Linked DNA regions of Scleropages formosus: region 2 is linked to region 1. Evidence: chromatin contacts called from public Hi-C data. All regions are on one chromosome and are shown on one strand. The core of a region is the stretch at or near the end of the contact, and the rest is flanking DNA. Distances in the headings are between cores, read along the strand shown. Region 1 holds the start of ythdf3 (YTH N6-methyladenosine RNA binding protein F3). Region 2 holds the start of LOC108929635 (sodium/potassium-transporting ATPase subunit beta-1-interacting protein 3).

What was found. Hi-C and Micro-C count contacts between places; a contact is called where the count stands out from the background.
Region 2: a contact with region 1 is called in a Hi-C map of muscle, with 2.1 times the contacts expected there. The contact joins the promoter of LOC108929635 here to the promoter of ythdf3 in region 1. A contact is called at or near these places in 2 of 2 Hi-C or Micro-C datasets (both in muscle).

Annotation. Positions count from the first base shown.
Region 1 is chr9:25,135,712-25,141,840 of fSclFor1.1, reverse strand. It overlaps ythdf3 (YTH N6-methyladenosine RNA binding protein F3), which reads left to right and starts at 1,253. Exons shown (of 5, transcript XM_018744321.2): 1 at 1,253-1,646; 2 at 2,215-2,239; 3 at 4,439-4,518; 4 at 4,934-6,129. The coding sequence starts at 1,623.
Region 2 is chr9:25,282,406-25,288,598 of fSclFor1.1, reverse strand. LOC108929635 (sodium/potassium-transporting ATPase subunit beta-1-interacting protein 3) reads left to right here and starts at 4,694. Exons shown (of 6, transcript XM_018744319.2): 1 at 4,694-5,059. The coding sequence starts at 5,006.

The DNA.
Region 1 (6,129 bases), core at 4-2,503:
TAAGAGTCATGTTTATTTTCAGGAATTTGTCTTCTTTTGCCTTCAGTGTTACCCTATATGTTTTGATGGATATCAATGACAGTATTTAGATCAGCAGTGATTGAATATGAATAAATGAATTTGTATATGATGCGGCTTGTTGCAAAAATACTCTTCTGTTTACAAACATCTACCTGCCTCAATTATTCCTCCTTTCTATAGCTGTTCACAAGGCAATTTAAAAATACACATTGTGCTGCATGCTAGATGCAGTTAAAAGCACACACTAAAGACACTTTGAAGAGCCCACTACCTCCTGGGTGGTGATGGCACTGATTCTTTTTATTATACTGATGACGAGTATTGAAAAAAAAATGTGAACAAGGCACAGAAAAGCTTACTGTCCACATGAATGCCTGTCTTTCAAAACCTACAGTGCATATATTTTAAATGAAAGGTACTTAGAATATTTTTGTGTTACATGCAGCTGCCTGACGCTGTTTGATTATGTCACATGTTACTTTAACTGCCTTATATTTTCATCATGAGGGCGGATGGATAGACTCTGACACAAAAAGCTTTCTGCATATTCTGTGCGATTTTCTCACTTCAGACATTTTTAATTAAAGAGAAGTGTGCGATTTAAAGATTTAATTTATAAGATTATAATTTACATAGATATGTATGATTATAATGTATCTATTTGTGTAGCTGATCCTAATTTGAATATCAGCCTAATCCTCCAACTTCTACATTAAAAACATAATAATCTCCCGTTCAACATGAACCTAAACAGATTAAATAATTAAACTTGATCATTTTTTTTTGTTGTTTGTTAAGTGTTCATTTCATTTGTACAGGCAATTTATACAGCATAATTCATATTATTTATACAGTTAACTCAGACAGTATAAATATACGTTAATTTAAGATCTTAATGATGTAGTTCACCCCTCCATTGCTTGGGTGCTGTGATTCCTGGATGGGCTCCGGACCGCCACGACCCTGAAGTAACGCGAAACGAATATAGTTCCTTCATACTTTTTATTTAAACGCCTCGTTTATGCTGTTTATTTACAAATTTGATGTAATCAAATTCATTTACAGAGTTCCTTTCTACAGTTTACTTATACATTAAATTTATACAGTTAATTTACACTCCCATGAGTGCAGCACGTACTGTATCTTTAACGTGTACGTCGAGCACGAGCCACGACGCAGCACCCCGCGTCACGGGCGGAAGGTCACGGCGTCGCGCAGCGGAAGTGGCAGCGCGAGCCCGTCCGCCATTGTGGAAACGGGTCGGAGTCACAGTGTTTTAGCGAGACCCCCCCCTCCTCCCCCTTGAGGAAACACTTTTCCAGAGAGCGCGAGGGCGACCAAGCAGCAGGGAGAAAAACGGCAGAGCGGCGAGCCGTGCAGTTGATAAGCGTGTCGGTCCGAGGAGGAAACTGATACTTTTTTTTTTTGTCTTCTGGGGAAAAAAGGAGGAAGAAAAAATCCCGTCGTAGTGAGACTGAATAAGCCGAGTCGGAGTGTGAGGGGAAGAAGCAGCGGAGAGAGAGCAGAGCGCGAGGGACACGGACTGAGGACCGAGAGAGGAGAGCGAGCCCGCGGACCGTTAGGAACTCGTCAGCCGGACGATGTCTGCCACCACTGTCGATCAGGTCAGAGCGCGGGCCCGTGCCGTGGTGCGCGCTCGCTAGCCGCTTAGCCTGGCTGATGATCATCATGGTGCTAGGCCGAGCCTCGCGCGGCAACCAACCCGGCCCTCCGTGCCCTCCGCGGCCGGATTCGAGTGCCCACGGGGCGGCCGGCCAGGCCCCCCAGCGCGGTGCCAGCGACTGTTGGGTCGCACGTAATTAAACATGCCATGGATATCATCATGGAGATTCTCTGAAATGCCGATTGAAAACGAACGTGTTCCTTATTGATCCGGCGGAGGTCCAGCGTGTGGTGGGGCCGAGCGCTTCCCGGAACTCGCATCATCATGGGTCTGCTGTGTCTGTGTGTGGGGCCACAATTTTGATCAACAGCTCATGATTTCGTTTTAAAAAGGCACAGCATGTAATTAAACAAAAAAATAAAAAATAAAGCTGACGAGTATTTCCCAAACATTAGATTAGAGCATCTGGTGTGTTGTCATGTGACATGGTCATCCCGATGACTTCTGATGATTCTCTCTCTTCTCTCCCCTCCCCCATGTCCCTCCATCCACATGTCCTCTGACACCAGAGACCCAAAGGACAAGGAAACAAAGGTGAGTCACCCTGTGTCCGGCATGGAGACGCTTCCCCGGCACTCTGATCGCTGGTCCTTGTCTCCCAGTTCTTGAGTTGTGGCTCATGGCAGCGGGCCATGGCTCCATAATTCTGCATATCACATTTATTTATATAGCTGACACCTCTGTCCAAGGCCAATTACCATGTTAGATTTGTACACTAAGCTATTTGCCATTATTTACTAATTTAAAATGCTGCGTAAGCTTTGCTGTATGAGTTCAGGGTGAGCAAATGGATCAAGCGGTTCTGCAGCAGGAGCAGCAATTTGAACCCGGCTCTGAGGACTGCAGGATGACTCCTGTAACCACAGGACCATCTGCTGCCCCTGTATTTGCACAGTATTGCCCCTTATGATGATTATTTCGCTTTATTCAAGTTGAGAGGACTTCACCACAATGGATTTGTAACTGAAGTTTAGGTTGGCTCTTCTGTATTTCTTTGCAGCTCTCTATAAAAACAAAAAATTGGAATCATATCTTAAATGAGATGACATTATAAATTAAAATGTTACACTCAGTACCATTTTCAGTGACTAGTCATTAAATATTATAGGTTGTTACACATGTGTATGTTATCTGTTGGCGAGGAAAGTGTATTTTTTTAAATTGGATTGCTTTATATTATGACCCCAGGAAATTTGAAAGTATCGGAGTCCCATTGTGCAGCCTTCTAGAATGACTATAAGTGATAGCATGTAATTAGTCATTGTCATAGCAATTATTAAATATAAAATTCTTAACTGACTTCTTTATGTAGTTTTTAACACACAAATTGTAATAGGTGAGGTGATGTTAAATTTTCGAAGAGTCGCAGTATTATGAAAGTAGTTAGACACTGTCTCCTTGAATTTTCTTATAAACTGTAATTTTCTTCTCTAGATTGAAATGGGCCTCTTGTCACAGATTAGCTACAATGTCAGATCTGTGTTGAATCATTACTGTAAAGGAAATGTTTTTAAACTTGTTTGTGCAGGTTCCGCTTCCTGGTATTCTCTTATTTTTTGTCATTTTTGTGTGTTAATATTGCTAGCAGTCTAAATTTATAATGAAAGTATACATATTCAGGAAAGATCTATGTGGTGTGTCTTGGAAAACAAGTTGAAGACAGTGTTGTCTAGTGAGTGTTTGTGATGTATACAGTAAAACTGTCACCTGAACCCCAGAGCAACAGCATAGCTGTCAACAGTCTTCTGAAATTCAACTTTGTACGGTTGCGGGAACTGATGCATAAACAATACTTTGGCCTTGACTGTAGAATTTATCAAAAATAAAAGCTATGGCAAAATACAAGTTAAATCAAGGGCATGCAAGCAGTCTGTTGCATTTTTGTCTATGATATTGTATCCTTGTTAATGTGTTTGTTCATTCAGAATAGTCTTTTAATGAACTTTAACAGGTTCAAATAGCTATTAATATCTAATGTTTATAACTGCTGGTCTTTTTCAGTTTTTTAATTAGACTGCTAAATGAAATTTCAATATTTATTGAGACAGCAAACAGATCCAAAGTTCACCTCTCAAAAACAGCTGATTTTAAATGACTTTGATGTTTTTATTATTTATTTCCTTGTGCAATATTTCTGTGCAGAGCCAGTTATGTGGCAAATTGTCAAGCGATCCTAGTTCAGGTTCCTTTTTCAGGGACCTTCAGTTTGCACGTTCAGCTCCTTATCCATTACACTGCCTGCTGGTTCAGTGGGCTCAGTGCAGTAATTCAGAGTTCAAATGAGGGAATGTGTGAATCTAAAGTGCCTGAAGTGTGTGATTGCAATGCGTTGCATGGTTGGTCCATACAGGGCGTACTCTGCTTCGTACTCTGTCTCCAAGATCAGTGCAACCCTATGTTGCACAAGCTGTTATCTGAAACAAAGGGATGAACAAAACACAAAGCTCCTAAGAATACATGCCATGGTAAAACAGAGTAGAGTTTTGGTCTTTAAATTACTTATTACTGATACGCTACGATGTACAAATAACTATGTTTTGAATTTTAATTACCAGTATACCTGTTTCAAGTAACCTAAGGGCTGCAAAAAAAGCCTGAAAGTTAAATGAGGGCAAGGCTTACTGCTTCTGTTTATCTGAATTTTAATAATGTATTTGATACTGATTTCTAGCTTTTCTTTTCATTTACTTCTAATTTTCTGTGCCAACTTGTTCTCCTTTGCTTTTGTTTCAGTTCAGAACGGTTCAATGCATCAGAAGGATGCTGTAAACGATGATGATTTTGAGCCTTATCTAAGCAGCCAGACAAATCAGGTGAGCTGATTGGATGTTTCTATGTACATGTTTATTCTTCTGTTATGTTTCTTTTGCATGTTTCTAATTATATTGTACACTGTAGTGCATGTGGGTGTGCTTTTTCCCCTAATGGCAAACTGTTAGTTTCAATTTTCAGTTGAAAGAATCATTACTAGGGAATTTTTATCGTGCTTCAGTTTGACCCAGTAATTTAAGGAAGCATAATATGCATCACAGTGCCTTTGTTAATCCCATTTCTAATGATTTAACATTAGTGTTTGGTGCTACGGCTTCCATTGTTGCTATAAATAGAGTTCTAAAATGCAGTTGACAAATTCCTGCTCTTCAGCAAGAGCTAATTTCTTCAGCATTAAGACAATTTAAAAGGGATTGTTGTTGAGTCAGTGACACACAGATTTCCCCTCCCCTGCAGAGTAACAGCTACCCACCAATGTCGGACCCCTACATGCCTGGTTACTATGCTCCATCCATTGGATTCCCGTACTCATTGGGTGAAGCAGCCTGGTCCACTGGGGGTGACCCCCCAATACCATACCTAACCACCTATGGACAGATGAGTAATGGTGAGCACCATTTCATCGCAGACGGTGTGTTTGGCCAGCCAGGGGCGCTGGGCAACACCCCGCCCTTTCTCAGCCAACATGGCTTCAACTTCTTCCCCGGCAATGCGGACTTCTCCACCTGGGGTACAAGCGGCTCGCAAGGCCAGTCCACGCAGAGCTCTGCCTACAGCAGCAGCTACGGCTATGCTCCCAGCTCCCTGGGGCGGGCCATCGCTGACGGCCAGGCGGGCTTCGGCAGCGACACGACGCTTAGCAAAGTTCCGGGACTCAGCAGCCTTGAACAGGGCATGGCCGGCCTCAAGCTCGGTTCTGACATGGCGGCAGCAACAAAAACGGTGGGCTCGCCACTGGGGGGTGCGGCTGGCATGAACAGCATGGCTGCCAGCAGCATGCCTCCTGTCAGCTCCTCTGCCCCCAAACCCACCTCATGGGCTGCCATTGCCCGGAAGCCTGCCAAGCCCCAGCCCAAGCTGAAACCCAAGGCCAACATGAGTGTGGGTGTAACTGGTGCTGCTGTGCCCCCGCCCCCCATCAAACACAACATGAACATTGGCACCTGGGATGACAAGGGGTCTATCGCGAAGCCACCCTTGGCACAGCACATGCTTCCCCCCCAGCCTCTGGTGCAGCAGCAACTCTTGGCTCAAGCCCCGCCCCTGATGCCAAGCCCCTTGCCTCCGCAGCCGCCGCACCAACAAATGCAGCTGCAGTCTGCCCAGCCTCCTCCACAGCTCCCTCCAGGCCCTGCCCACCCTCATCAGCAGCACCCTGCCCAGCCTGGTCCACCGCAGCCCCTCCCTCCTCCCCAGCAACAGCAACCTGTGCCCCCCCAAAACCGGTGGGTGGCGCCTCGTAACAGGGGTGCCAGCTTCAACCAGGGTGGTGGGGCAGAGAATTTTGGCTTGGGGACGGGTGTTCCTGTGGGTGCCCCGCCCTCCTCGGCTGAGGTTCACCCTGTGCTGGAGAAGCTGAAGGCCATCAACAACTACAACCCCAAAGACTTCGACTGGAGCCTGAAAAACGGTCGCGTGTTCATCATCAAGAG
Region 2 (6,193 bases), core at 3,445-5,944, 140 kb before region 1:
AAAACTATCATGTCTGCTTATAAGAAGGCAGTCAAGTACAGCTCCAGGAAAATCCCACGAGTGTTTGTACAGAAAGGTGCATTTTTAGACAGGTCGAAGAAATACGAGATGGATCACGTATGTCATGGAGGGTGCGGTGACGGCTGGACGTTCCAGGCTGTTGGATGGAGCACAAAGAAGGCAGCAGATGGCCTTGGTCTCACACAGACCTTCAGGTGTCGACGTGATCTGGGAGCTCAGTGTCAGTCGGCGTAGTGGTAAATCACTGTAAATCACTGCCGGGGCATAGAGATGGCGAGTGTAGGAGTGCTGCGCATGCCGGATGGTGGGAAAAAAGCCAGGAAGGGGGTGGTCAGGGAGGGTTGTCTAACAGCACCGTGGGCCTCACCTGCTCAGCAAGATGGTTGCTAACTGACAGAAGGATGACGATGATGATGAGGATGAGCATGAGGACATTCCGTATCCACCTATTTTCCCTTCCTCGCACCACTTCAGACAAAACCCTCTAAAGAGTGAAGCAGAGCTACGGAGGCTGTCGTCTTCTGAACATTTTGAATGTACCATAGTGTACTGTAATCATGTATCCGTCCACATGCTGTGGCCTTTGTGTTTCCGCCACTGGGGGGAGACTCAAACCTGGGTAAAGTAAAGCCTGCTCTTCTGGACTAAGAGAACCGGTGGAATGTGGTTGGAAATCCATGTAACTGCTTCAGTCACTTGGGCACAGGAAGCAGGAGCGTCGAGTGCTGTGGGTTGTAGCAAGTCTGGGCTGAACTAGAAGATACGTGGTAGTGCAGAGGTTAGTGCTGCTGCCTTTGCACCTGGAGGTTGCAGGTTTGCGGTGGGTGCAGTGGTGCGGCAGGTTTGGCCGGGTCCTCCTCTCCGTGGGTCTCGGGTTCGAATCCTGCCTGGGGTGCCTTGTGATGGACTTGCATCCTGTCCTGGGTGTGGCCCCTCCCTCCCAGCCCTATGCCCTGTGTTGCCGGGTTAGGCTCTGGTTCACCGTGACCTCGCTTGGGACAAGTGGTTTTGGACACTGTGTGGGGGTTGCAGGTTTGCTCCCCCCCTCTGGCTGTAGTACCCTTGAGCAAGGTACCTCCCCTTAAATTGCTCCAGCAACATTCCCCACCTGTGTAAATAATTGTAGGTAGAGTAACACACACACACACACACACACACACACACACACACACACACACACACACACACTTTCTGAACCGCTTGTCCCATACAGGGTCGCGGGGAACTGGAGCCTAACCCAGCAACTCAGGGCATAAGGCTGAAGGGGGAGGGGACACACCCAGGACGGGACACCAGTCCATCGCAAGGCACCCCAAGCAGGATTCGAACCCCAGACCCACCAGAGAGCAGGACCCGGTCCAACCCGCTGCACCACCACACCCCCACGTAGGTAGAGTAACAGTGTACGTCAAATTGGATAAAGGTGTCAGCTAACTAAATAAATGTAACATGTGGGCAGATACAATAACACAAACAACACCCATAAATGATGATCACGCTCCAAATAGGGAACCTCCTTCAGATACATTCAGTATGTTGTGAAGGTTCTGAACTCCTTGGGCTATTGGCAGCATGTGGCATAGTTGTTAAGGCTGTTGGTTTATAACTAGAAGGTTTCTGCTTCAAAGTACCCTTGAGGGGGGTACTTACCTCATTTACTCTAGCAAGAATATGCTGTTGTATAACTGTGTACATCAGTGTAAATTGCTTCATGTGCAAAACATGGTATTTTAAGTTGCTTTGCACCGATGTGCCAAGTCAAGAATGACAGCAGCCGATGGAAGGTTCTTCCAAAATGAAAACCAGGGACTACAGTTCTCCAAGGAACAAAGGAAGTGGAGACCTCAGTGTGAACTCCAGAAATACCGTAAAGGTAAAGTGATGTTTTGATGGGTCTGCTGTTGTGCTGGAATATAGGAGCACCGTGAAGAAAGTGGTCGCCCCCGGTCAGCTCGAATGGCCTCATTTTCCTTCACCGTTATAGGACCGTGTGGAGCAATCAGCAGACCTGGTGGCTTCTCTTCTCCAGCTGATGTGTTGGAACAGCAGCCGTGGCAAAAAATGGAGCCGCGTTACACTCCCGGTGTGACGCTACCGAATCGTGGTCTGTGGTCATTTCCAGGACCGTTGTGGACCACAGTGGTTTTTCAGCAGATATCCTCTTATTTGTCTGTTTCTACCTGCTGATGAGCTTCGTTTCGTGACCACAACTCCTCTTTTCCACTCTAGTGTTACTATTTTTGACTCTGTAAATAATTCTGCAGCTTTTGTAACCAAAGCTGACTGACCATTTGGCCTCTTTCTGCTTCTCACATCTGCCTCATTTGGCTTTGGAAGCTCATTATTATTAATATTAGTCTTTCATAGGCGACACGCATTGGAACTCGGCGCTCATCTGAACCGCACAGCGGCCTTTGTTACAGTGATTTACTTACTTTGAGCCACAATTAGTATTACTTTTTCTGTGCAAATTAACTTTGCAGAAAGCAGATGAAATCATCGTATTGTTCTCCGTACATTATGGAAAAAATTATATAATTCATCTAGTAAGTAAGAAACACGATGCCGCAGATACTGTGTTTGCACCGTGCTGAAGCAGTGTATCTACTGCTATTAATTAACTGCTGGAAATTTCCTTTCAGTAAGTCTCTCTCTGCAGGGAGACAAAGAAAGAGGAAGAGTGAGAAAGAGAGAGAGAGAGAGAGAGAGAGAGAGAGAGAGAGAGAGAGAGAGAGACACATTACATGAAATGACTTCATATAATAACTTTGGGTCCTAAATAATTTTCAGTGCTGGTATTATTTTTCCTGCCTAATCTCTCCAAATCTTTATGTGGTATATCTTTTCATTTCAATTCTCCAAGTACTGCATCTCCCATGTGCTCATATTTGCATGTGCCGTGTTCATACTTTAATACACGGTGCACGTTTTAGTGTCTGTGTGCTTTTTTTCCAGGGACGTCCTCCCAAGGACAGGTCACTGGGTCACTTTACAGTGTCCTTTATTTGGAACCGTCCCATTGAGCGTGTGGTGTGCGTGTGTGTGTGTGTGTGTGTGTGTGTGTGTGTGTGTGTGTGTGTGTGTGTGTGTGTGTGTGTGGTGTGATGGCCCGGTGTCCCATCCAGAGCATACCCTGTACTTCTGGAGCTTTGATTTCACTTTTCAGATCACTGGATCGTTCATAATATGGTCAGAAATGGACAGTCATTATACGATAATGTTACATCCTCTGGTGTCCTGAACAAGTACAGTAATACTGGACTGCAGTACAGTATATGACAGCATTTTCATTATCACCAGTTTAATATCATGTCATAAACCGTGTTTGTTGGTGTATTGATTTCGTTTATTATTTATTTTTTTTTTTTGCAGCTCCACGTGGGCCAGTTTGGCAGCCCGAGGAAAGGAAGCCGCGCGCGGCTGCCCTCGCCACTAGGGGGCGACACCTGATCCCGAACAACAAAGGACTGGAATAAAGTATCGTCACATCACCGACACGTCCATCATCTCACCTCTGAGTGGGGGCGAGGAGCGCAAAATACTTCCAGGGTGAGGAACGAAATGCAATGAAACGAACACGCTTGATTGGAGAGAAGAAAACAGTAAAAAAAAAAGGCATTTTCAGAAATCGATCATCTGATGATCACCTATGAGGTTACAACACAAAACACGTGTTTATATTGAATAGACGGACCGGGTCTTTGGATGGTCATAAGACACATTATACATTATCTGACAAACCGGGAAACATTAATACTTTAATTACATATAAAAAACGGACGAATTGTATATTCTACATACTTTTAGTGTATATTAATGTAACTTGATCTCTTAAGTTCATGTAAGGTATAAATGTTCATCATCATGCTCGGATCAGTCCTTTACAGAGCCACTCCTGCAATGCAACGTAAATGTTTATATGCATCAAAAAAAAAAAAAAAAAAAACTACTAGGAATCAGGAATCAGCGATATTCTGGTAAAGTTTTATGCAGCTACTTGTGTGATGAACGTTGGTGCACATGGTGAAGGAAGCAAATTGTACTTAAGTTAAGAATCACACATCTGCAGCTATGTCTCTTTTTCCTAATGTAATGTACACATTGTATTTTCTATGAGATGTACGTCGCTTTGGAGAAAAGTATCTGCTATAAATGTAACACCGTTATATGTTATTATTATGTATGTATGTATTATAGCACTATATGATGGTACTGTTAATATGTATTACAATTAATACATATATATATATAAATTATTATTGACACTGTGTTATATACATACGTACAGTATATACACAGACACACACACACACACACATATATATATATATATATATATAAAATCATAATGTTATATATGAAGCACATCATGCATATGATTACACACATGATTATTAGAATAATTGTTATGACAAAACCAGAGTGGCAAACAAGCAGAGTAAGTTACGCAGTGAAAGTGTTACATACAGCGGGCTGGGAGGCAGGAAGCCCCCGAAGAACCCGACGCGCATGGGTGGATCGGGGGCGGGGGGAGAAGAAGAAGAGACCCTCCTCTGAACATCAGGACCACTCGAGTCCCTGCGCAGAGCCCAACTCCTCCAGCATCAACCCGGCGCTGCGCTGCTGGGAGGCAGACCCGGGTCCGAGTGAAGCCGCCCCCCCACTCCCCCGCTCGCCCGCCCGCCCGCCCCCCGTGGCGATCACCCTCCACCCTCCATCCTCAGAGGGACATGCTCCAGACGAGCCCGAGGATCTCCTCCTCCTATTCCTCCTCCTCCTCCTCCTGCTCCTCCATCTGCGAACACTTTCCTTAAGATCGCGCCTCTTTCGCCGGACTTTTTTTTGGGATATGCGCGGCGCACCGGCACGTTTTGTGCTCTCGATCGCCGCCGCGTTTTTGTAGGAAGCCGCGCGTCTCCTCGGCGTCCGCTCCGCTCTGCGCGCACCCTGGACTACAACCGAGCGCCTCTGTCACTGTAGGAAAATGGGCTGCTGCAGCGGGCGATGCACGCTCATCTTCCTGTGCACTTTGCAGCTGGTAAGTGCGCGTTTCCGCGCTCCCGTCGCAGGGCTCCTCGCGATCCACACGCGCTCCCGTTGGCGCGCGCGCGCCCGCGCGCACACACTCGTCGCGCCGCCGAGCCGGAGCGGCTGCGATAGCGGCTCTTTGTTCGGTCGTCGCGCGTCGGGGCTGCGCACCTCGCGCGTCCCCCGGCGCGTCCCCCGGCGCGTGCCCGGCGCGTTCGCTCCGCACTTTCGTGTCCAGCCGCGAAATAAAAGTTCCCTTTCTGAGACGCGCTCGCGTGCGTGTGTGTGTGTGTGTGTGTGTGCGCGCGCGCGCCTTTTGCATTTACAGGCTCGGCTCCATTTTCGCGCGCGCCGGCTGCACGCGGGTCTGCGACCAAGTGTCCATGTGGCTGTTGGAGATGAGCGCTCCGACCGTCACTGAAGGAGGACAATGAGGGGTTTTGTTGGAGCGAATCGGTTACTTTCGGGATCAAAGCGGCCATTCACTTTGAACGCACTTACACACTCGGGTCCATTAATAGCCCGATTTAGACGTATGTTTTAAATACGCACTTAAGCGTTTTTTTATTTTTTTCCTGTTTTATTTCCTTTTTTTTTTTCCTATAACACCATGCATGCGCAAACCTAGAAGAATTCAAAGAGCTTTTTATTCTGCTTGTATAATGGAAGGAGGAGATGTGTTTGGACGAGGGTCCTGCAGTGGGGTTTGGACTCACTTTGTGTGCAGGACACCTGTATTCCATTGGATTTTTAAAAATACATTGTTGACACCCGTGCTGTTTGGAGCGCTTTCTTGCCCCTCCACCCCGACTTAACACAAGTTTGTTCAAATGAAATGATCAAGACAAACTTCATAATTAGCCAGATTTTTTTAAAATTCACTTCTGCTCTTATTGAAACCTCTGTTTTGTGGAAATGTTGGTGCAGTGCTGAACTTGACATCGCGGATATTTTTAAGCAGCGCAAGCAGTTTTTAATCCCAGTAAGAGTTGAAGGGTTTAATCTCCACATAAAAGCACAACCTATGGATTTTCGCATGGAGGCCGGAAATAATAATCTTAATTCAGTGCAGTTTGCCTTTTTTGTCTCTGCCTTCCTGTTGAGCTGTCCACGCTTCTCTCCTGGCTCTTCCGAGATGTTCTCT